Regions from separate parts of the Mus musculus genome. Here region 2 is linked to region 1. Evidence: chromatin contacts called from public Hi-C data. All regions are on one chromosome and are shown on one strand. Each heading gives the region's core, a stretch centred on a gene start, on an enhancer-like site or on the middle of the called end of the contact. The rest is flanking DNA. Distances are from core to core; before and after follow the strand shown. Region 1 holds the start of Hsf2 (heat shock factor 2). Region 2 has its middle 39 kb from the start of Fabp7.

The links. A called contact is a pair of places that touch in the nucleus more often than the background predicts.
Region 2: a contact with region 1 is called in a Hi-C map of Th1 cells, with 4 times the contacts expected there. The contact joins the enhancer-like site here to the promoter of Hsf2 in region 1. A contact is called at or near these places in 8 of 39 promoter capture datasets (the 3T3-L1 cell line, 3T3-L1-derived adipocytes, the C10 cell line and 5 more), 19 of 484 Hi-C or Micro-C datasets (the C2C12 cell line, CD4 T cells, CD8 T cells and 14 more), 9 of 115 datasets of contacts at active chromatin or transcription factors (CD8 T cells, astrocytes, bone marrow-derived dendritic cells and 5 more) and 3 of 9 other capture datasets (adipose tissue, liver and pancreatic islet).

The regions. Positions count from the first base shown.
Region 1 is chr10:57,483,990-57,488,144 of GRCm38.p6, reverse strand. It overlaps Hsf2 (heat shock factor 2), which reads right to left and starts at 1,760. Exons shown (of 12, transcript NM_008297.3): 1 at 1,544-1,760. The coding sequence starts at 1,636. It overlaps 4930467K11Rik (RIKEN cDNA 4930467K11 gene), which reads left to right and starts at 1,792. Exons shown (of 4, transcript NR_045353.1): 1 at 1,792-1,962; 2 at 3,071-3,106; 3 at 3,778-4,007.
Region 2 is chr10:57,743,745-57,747,899 of GRCm38.p6, reverse strand. No RefSeq gene overlaps it. Among named protein-coding and RNA genes, the nearest start is that of Fabp7, 39 kb to the left of the region's middle. Within about 2 kb of position 2,234, at least 58 of the 459 cell types and tissues checked have an H3K27ac peak or open chromatin away from gene starts, as enhancers often do. A contact at or near this core is called in Th1 cells, astrocytes, bone marrow-derived dendritic cells and 5 more, where this site is marked.

The DNA of each region.
Region 1 (4,155 bases), core at 511-3,010:
ACATTTGTGTAGAACTTATAGACAATACAAATAAATGGCCTTTTGCAAATTCACGTTCAATGACCTCAGCTTGGTTGGGGGAAAGAAATTATTTCAGTCCAGTTTCTAATGTTAAAAGACAGCTGAGGAGCGGTCTGCACTGATCCGGTCTCGTCAACCTTTAATCCTTCTGCCTGATGAAAAGCATGAGCCGTCTGTTTATTTTAAGTTCATGCTGGTTAGCTGCCTTTCTTTATTTTCACTTCTTTGTACCAATGTATCAAATTAATCAATTGCTTAGTCTACACAACCAGCAGGGGTTGGGGGTGGGGCACCTATGTGACAATACACACGAAAATTAAATCCTAGAAAGAAATTTTTAAAACTTGGCACTAATACTCAGCAAAAATTCAGTGACATAGTTGTCCAAATATCAGGTATATTCTATTGCTGTTACCTCCTAAAAGCAGGCAAGGGTGAAAACTAGTTTTAACAACAGAAAAGGGCACAAATGAAACGGAGGAGATAACATTTATTTGACATATAGCTAGGTATTTCCCACTTACTCATCTCAAAAACTGTGAACATGAAAATACCCTGAATAAGTCATCAACTCCAGTAAGAGGAGCCGATCCCCTTCATGAAGAGATTTGAACAATCCAAGCATTGCGAGTCTAGCAAAGGAAAGGCACAAGTGATGTAAAGAATCACTCTGCAAAGAATCTTTGTGTGGAACTGGGGGGAGGGGGTCTTGGGTCACCTAGGCAACGCATCAATCTAACACATAACTTAGACCAGGCAAGATACCGGGCTTGATTAAGGTCATCTTTATTTATAAGGAGGATCTGGATCAAACTGATCAAGGCAACCACAAACCACTATGCCGGCAACTATTCTGTGAAATTTAACGACTCGGTTTTTAACTCCAAGCCGCTAAGTTACTAAGCATAGTCTACAGGCACTTTTACTTGAATTATTTTAAAGAAACGACCCAGTCTCAAAACAATAACTGGGAAATTTCTATGTTAAAACTACATAAATAAAATACATAAATAAAATTTAAAAGCTCAAGGCAAGAGCAGTCGGAGTCTGCACATTTTCCCATTATCATCATAAAAGATCCCAGACGCCAGGGCAAGCAATCCCCGCGGAGGTGATTTCTTTAGATAAGACCTGTGCTCGCTCACTAGCCCGCTCGCCCGCTCTCCCGGGGCTCCGCGACCTCCGCGCCCCGCGGCGAGCAGACGACTGAGGATGAGTGTGCAGAACGCGCCGCCGGGGCCGGTTCCGAGCTCCCCGGGCCGGCGGGACCGTTACCAGGGCGCCCCTCCCCCACGGCGCGCGGCCGGAGGAGAACGGAGCCTGCGGGGCCCGGCTCGCCGCGCACACAAAGCCGGGGGTCCGCGCGAGGTGGGGAGGCCGCGCGCCGCCGCAGGCCGCGGGAGAAGCCGAGCCCAGCCCAGCCCAGCCCAACCCAGCCCAGCCGAGCCGAGCCGAAACGAGCCGAGCCGAGCCGAGCCGGTTCGACAAGGGGGACCCGAGGCCACCGCGTCCCCGACCCTACCTGACTCCAGGTGATGAACTCGTTGGTGTGGGTTTCCTCCACAAGCGTCCACAGCTTGCTGAGGAAAGCCGGCACGTTGGAACTCTGCTTCATTGTTAGCCCGGTGCAGGGATTCCAAATTCTACTACCGAACGCGGAGGTCGCAGCGGCGGCGGCGGCGGCGGCGGCGGCAGCAGCGGCGGTGGCAGCAGCTGCTGCTCCGGGGAACGCACACCACGCAGGCGCGGCGGATCTCGGGCTCCGCCCCCTCGGCGCCGCGGGGCGCGCGGTGAAGGCGGAGAGACCCCGCGGCCGCACGTGATGGACAAGGCTTCGCGCTCCACCCCTGCGCTCTACTCCCGCGCCCGGTCTCAGCGAGTCCAATCCAAGGCTTCGGATGCACTACAGAGCAAAGCGATTGGCTGCTGCCGCGAGGAGGGGTGGGCCCAAGAGTGGTTCAGCCTTCTCTGTTACCTTTTAGGCAGGGTACTCTCTTAGGGAATGATATTGGGTCCAGGGAAACCTTGTTTAGTGGATTCGCATGGAAAGGGTTTGGGTGCACCGGCTGTGGCTGGCAGAGTGCAGAGAAGCCCAAGGGCAGTTGACTCATAAGTTTGACCGGCGAAGAGTAATTTGCTCCAATCTAAAGGAAGGAATACATCACATGGGGCAGTGAGCTGCTTGTGAGCAGATGTGCTAGGCCCCTGGTTGAAACTATCTTAAAGACAATGAGCTTTTCTATACATTTTTCATGGGGAGAAAAATAGCTCATTTAAGGACAGTTTTATCAAAACCTGAAGCATGAATAATAGTTCCCTATTTGTGAAGTACTTGCTATTGTGTGTGTGTGTGTGTGTGTGTGTGTGTGTGTGTGTGTGTACTATTAGGAGCCAGCATCTGTTAAGAGCATCTTATATGCTTTTCTCAACTCAGCAAGCATCAGGTGCCTGTCATAAGCCCAGTTCAAAAGCAACGAGTCTAGTTTTAGAGTATCTGAGTCAAAATGATTGTTCTGCATGTACCTCACAGGGGTTTCCTCAGGCAAAATGTGATTCGGAACAGCTTCTTGAGCGAAATTTCCCATTTCTTCATTGACAATAAGACTTTCTACCCGTGAAGAGTAGCTATAATAACGTGGATCTCTGAAAAAAAGATTTTTTAAAAAACTTTTTTTGTTGTTGTTTTGTTTTGTTTGTTACTTAATAGCTGATCATAGTGTCTGGAATCTGTAAGTCAAGCACTCTGGAGGCTGAGGTAGAACTGTGGAGCAGTGGAGGTCAACCTGGGTTAAATAGTGAGCTCCAGGTATCCTGGGCTAATGGCAAGAAATATAGATAGATAGATAGATAGATAGATAGATAGATAGATAGATAGACAGACAGACAACTTTTTCAGTAAGCATATACTGAACACAGTCATACAGCACTGTTTGGATATATGATGGGGATATATGATGGGGTAACTGTGATTTTAAAAAAAAAGACTAATATTTGATGAGGTCTTATGTGACAAGGGCTTTGCATGTCTTATCCTATTTAATCCTCACAGCAACCCAAAGAGGAAGCTTCAAAGGGTCTGATTCAGGTTGGTACAAATTCTATTCAACCAGTTACACAAAGCTAATCAGAACCAACTCTGTAGCCAGATTCCCAGAGTGGGTTAGCTAGAAGTTTCCAAGCACATTCCAATGCGATGATGGGTTGCTTTACCTCAGTTTGGGAATATTTTCAGTCCCAGAGCCTCACAGAGAAAATGGCAGTGAAAATCCTGCTGTAGTTACAGCAGATAAAGCCCTAGGAAAGCGTTTCCTCTTCTGGTCCGTCACTGCATGCTTACAAATCTAAACAGCCACTTCCAGACTGGAAACTACCCAATGGTGTCCCATGTTTCTAGAATAAGTCCTGCCCTGTTATAATGGCACAGATCTTTTGTGATCCCATGACCATCGTCCTGTCCACTCATTGTCAATCTCTGTTCATGTCTTTGTCACACTTGGTAGCTGTACTGCAGGTAAGAAGAATTCATATTCTTTCACGTCTCTATTAATTCTGGCATGCTGTTAGCTCTGTCATGTGCTTAGCCTGCAGGGACAAGCAGAATTCCACACAGAATTTATGACGACTCTTCTTGTTTGTCAGGTTGACTACATCTGGAATTTAATAAAAACCCAAGTGGCTGGGTACACCAATGAGGGGGGTTTCTTGATTGAATAATCTTAGGTGGAAAGATGCACCCTAAATCCAGATCTTTTGCAGCAGGAAGATCCACCTTAAATCTGGGCCAAAACTTTTGCTGGCAGCCTGAATAGAATATGGAAGAAGGAAGCACTTGCTGTTTTCCCTGCTTGCTCTTGCTTTTGCTGGCAACTTCATACCTTGGAGTCCAAAATAAACTGAAGAACAGCTAAGACATTCAGCTTCAAGGACTGAACAACTAATGAATTCTTGGACTCCACAGACATAGACAGCCATCGTTGGACTTGCCTGTAAGCAACTCTAATTAATCCCATATGTATGCTTGTGTGTATAATATATTCATAAATACATACATAAATCATATATAATATATAATGTATATATGGTGATGTATATAAAGCATATAAATGAGTATATGTATTCATTTTATCAATTCTA
Region 2 (4,155 bases), core at 985-3,484, 260 kb before region 1:
CATGTTTGTGGAATTAGCAGTTGTTGCTTTGCTCCTATCCAGACAATCCATAGAAAGTTCTTGAGCATAGAAATTCTACTCATTTATGCTACCTGAGCCTGGTTGTGTCCCAGCCTGTTAAAATGCAGTAGTGTGAGTGTTAGACCCAACAGTAGTTCAGGATCCAGGTTTGTTTTTTTGTTTTTGTTTTTTCTGCCTGCATCTCTGATTGTTGAGGGCATTTCAAATGCTATTTTTTTTTTCAGGCAATTACAAAACAAACAGAGAAGGAAATTTTCATCTCAGGAGAGACTGCTTTTGTGAATAAATCATCAGCTAGGGGAAGGAAGGTGGATATGCAATAAATGTTATCAAGTGTCATCAAAGAGGTATTTGTGAATAATGAGCAAAGATGTCTGTTGATCAAAGGAATGTGGGATTTTATTTTGTTCAAATTTACTAATACCTTCATTTTCTGATGAGCATGTCTGTTTTTTTGTAGTTAGGTATTTTGTCAACTTCACCCTGCCTACAGTCATCTGATAGGAAAGTCTCAGTTGAGAAATGTTCTAGATCAGATTGGCCCATGGCCATGTCTGTGGGTGGAACTGTCTTTTGTTACCTGATGAGAGAGGGCCCAGCCCACTGTCCCTAGGCATGTGGTCATGAGCTATATGAGGAAAGCTAGCTGAGCTTGAGCCTGTGTGAGAACCTCAGCCTAGGAGAAGATTTCCTATGCTTCCCTCAAGGATGAACTGTGACCTAGGAGTTTAAGCTAAATTGTTTCCTCCCATAAATCATTTTTGTCAGAATACTTTTATCACCTTAGTAAGGAGGAAACTACAAGTCAGTTTTTGCTGACTGCTGCCCACTTTTCATTTATCTACTACAAGGTAGGATTTGCTTTTGTTTGCATTTGCTTACAGGGACAAAACCCAGATGTCTCAGCCTGATTTTCCTGGGTCTTCGGGATCTTTGCAGAACCTCATTTTCAATGTTGAACCTTGCTTTTCTCTGTGTGTACCACAATGTGAAACTCAACAATCCACCTATGCAATTCTGGTCGCCACTCGGCACCTCTCATCTGAAATACTTGCCATTCCTTTTGAGTTCAGCCTTCCTCTGTGAGTTCACTCCATTGCCTCATTTGTAGCCTTCACTTATCACAGCTTACTCTGTCATGTGACCCACACTGATGCTGCTGCTCATCATTTGGCTGATCCTGAACGGAGGAGACAGCAGAAGCTTTGTAGGAGCACTCAGAGAGGCAGCCATAGAGGGGGCCCTCTTTTCACCCTCTCTGGCCACTGAAGACCTAATAGCTCTATGAGAACTCCAGAGCCATCCGGAACAGGAATGGGGTGCAATGAAGGGGCACAGGAAGCTTTTTTCCACAAGGAAGGAAGTTCTTATGAGTTCAACTCACTGAAATAGGAGGGCTTATCACCAAGGCAACACAGTGTAACATGTACGCAACCTAGGAAAGTTAGGCAGGCATCAGAATGGAACTAAATGTTTCCATATCTTGGAGAGGTAGTAAGGACTGAGGACTCAGCACACTCGTGTAGAATTAAGCTGTCATGCATGAGCATTGAAGAACTTGCTAATAATACCTTCAGTCAATGCTGAGAAACAAAGTCACCAAGTTTGAGTGTACTTTTCTGGAGATCACATGCAATATGCCCCATCTGTCTCCTCTCAAACTAGAAAAAAACAAAATAAGTAGTTCAGGGAAAATAAAATATAAATTTGTTTGCAAGAGTGAACAGGCCATTATTGCCAGAGTTTTATTCTTTTAAAATATCTCAAAAATAAATCCCCAAATTCAAAGACTATCAAGTCTAGGTTGTTAGCTTTCCTATAACTTCAGTTTAAGAAAACTGAAACTCTAGGAATGTGTAATAAAAGAGTACCTGCAAAGAAGCAAAGTATTCTTTCTCCCTCTTTTGGATTTAGTGATGGAATAACCCAGCCGCTGAGCCTCATTTTCTGCTAATAGGCAGAGTTAACTGATCAGTTCATCCCCCCAGTCTCTGATCATCATGGAGTAATCATTGCCTCACTACCTCCTGGTCCATTTCATAAACTTCCATTTTCTTGAGACAGAGATGTTCTGGTCTGAGGAGTGAGACTGTGTACTTGTTAATTATCACTGGGAGGTGAACACCTGCTCCAGAGACCTACAGACAGCCTGTCTGTGTTAACAGAGAATACTAGCAAAGACTGGCTGGTAACAGGAAGCAAGCAGACATGTGTCATGACCCTGCAACCTTTTGTAAAAGTAGTAAAAGCAGAATTATTACAGGGTGTGGCCCTCAGTGCAGAGGAAGTGAAATAAGTTGTGTCTTGTTTTCTCTACATGTTTAGTGACCTTGTGTGTGTACTTAAATCCCAGCTAATAGGCACCAAGAACAAAAATTATTCATTCAATGATTATAGCAGTACCTTAGAAAGAGATGGTATAGCTCATGAGAACCTGGAGGGGAGGCATAAACAGAAGCAAAAGAAACCCCGGGGCGGAGGAATCCACACTGAATTCTGCATCTGCTCTGTAACTTCAAAAGGACTTTGTTATAAATAAAAAGCATTCTTTTTCTTTAAAAAAAAAGATTTAATTATTATGATTAAGCACACTGTAACTGTCTTCAGACACACCAGAAGAGGGCGTCAAATCTCATTACGGATGGTTGTAAGCCACCATGTGCATGTATGTGGTTTCTGGGATTTGAACTCAGGACCTTCAGAAGAGCAGTCAGTACTCTTACCTGCTGAGCCATCTCTCCAGCCCAATAAAAAGCATTCTTGCCTTTAAACACATCCTCACCGTCAATAATCACCTTAACCTTTTAACTCATTTGTGCCTCAGTTTCTCCTGGTGCAAAACAGGGACAATAGTAGTACCATACCACGGGAGTATATGACTTATAAGGACCCATGTGAATAAAGCTCTCAGAATGATATGTGTACATCAGAGAACTATTATGGAAGTGTCTCTTGCTATCTGGGGAGATGATAGAAGTCCACAGTTTGGCTCTCTTACTCCTATATTCCTTTATCTCTCACTTTTCTCACTTCTCTCTCCCCTCTCCTTTCTCTTTGTCTTCTCCTCTCCTCTCTCCCCTCCCCCTTTCTCTCTCTTCTCTCTTTCCCCTGCATTTCTATAATAAACTCTTAAACCATAAAACAAAAAAGAAGTCCACAGTTTGAAAGTTCCATTTCTGAAGCCAGCCTGCCTTGCTTTAAAACCTGTCTTTGCCTCTTACTGGGCTCATCTTGGGTAGCCATTTTGGGCCATGTGCTCTCATGCATAGGGCTATAGTCAGAACTAATTATGTATGAAGCACTTAGGATAATAGTTAATGCTTAGTGTTAGACATTATGTTCTTCTCATGCTATCACTTGCATGTGTCCTCTCTAGGGAAAATACTCCAGTGGTACCAGCAGCTATACTCAGTGCCTTTAGTCCCCAACAGTTCCTTGCCAAGACTTCTTGGCCAGCATCCTCTTTGTACATTCAACGTTCCCACACAGCACACAGTGAGAAAATAGCTATCTCCTCCACCCCCACCCTGGGAAGACCAGGCAAATCAGTTAACCTCATGTCCTTTCTTTTAAGAGTCCCATTTTCTCACTAAGGAGGCTGTGCTCTGATAGAAGATATTCTGCACTAAGGCAAGAATAAAGACGCCCATTCACATGTTATTCACTTGCCTCAAGCTGCTTTGAGAGATCCAAATAAGTCTCAATTGGCAAATAGTGCTTCTAACTTGAAAGGCATCAAAGGCCTATTTGAATCTTAAAGTTTTACACAATTCAGAATTGTTTGTAATTTGATTTTAATAAAAAAAAGCATTGTGCACAACCGTATTAAATTAATAAATAAAATCTAGCTGGTTGTGTTGCATATAAGAAAGAAACTGTTGAATAGAAAAAGCCGTAGCCTTTATACATGCCTAAGTTTATTTTAAAGATGCACTATAGCTCCCTCTCCTGGCACCTAAGTTCAATAGTGTTCCCTAAAATTGAAAAGAAACCAGTAGCCAGATTAGAGTACTTTATTATAGTCCGATAAGGCATCTTTTCAGGGAGGGGTGTGTGTGTGAAAAACTGTAGTTTGGTGATTCCACCCCTGCCCGCTTAAGATAATCCCCACCAACACACAGCAGCATTAGTAAA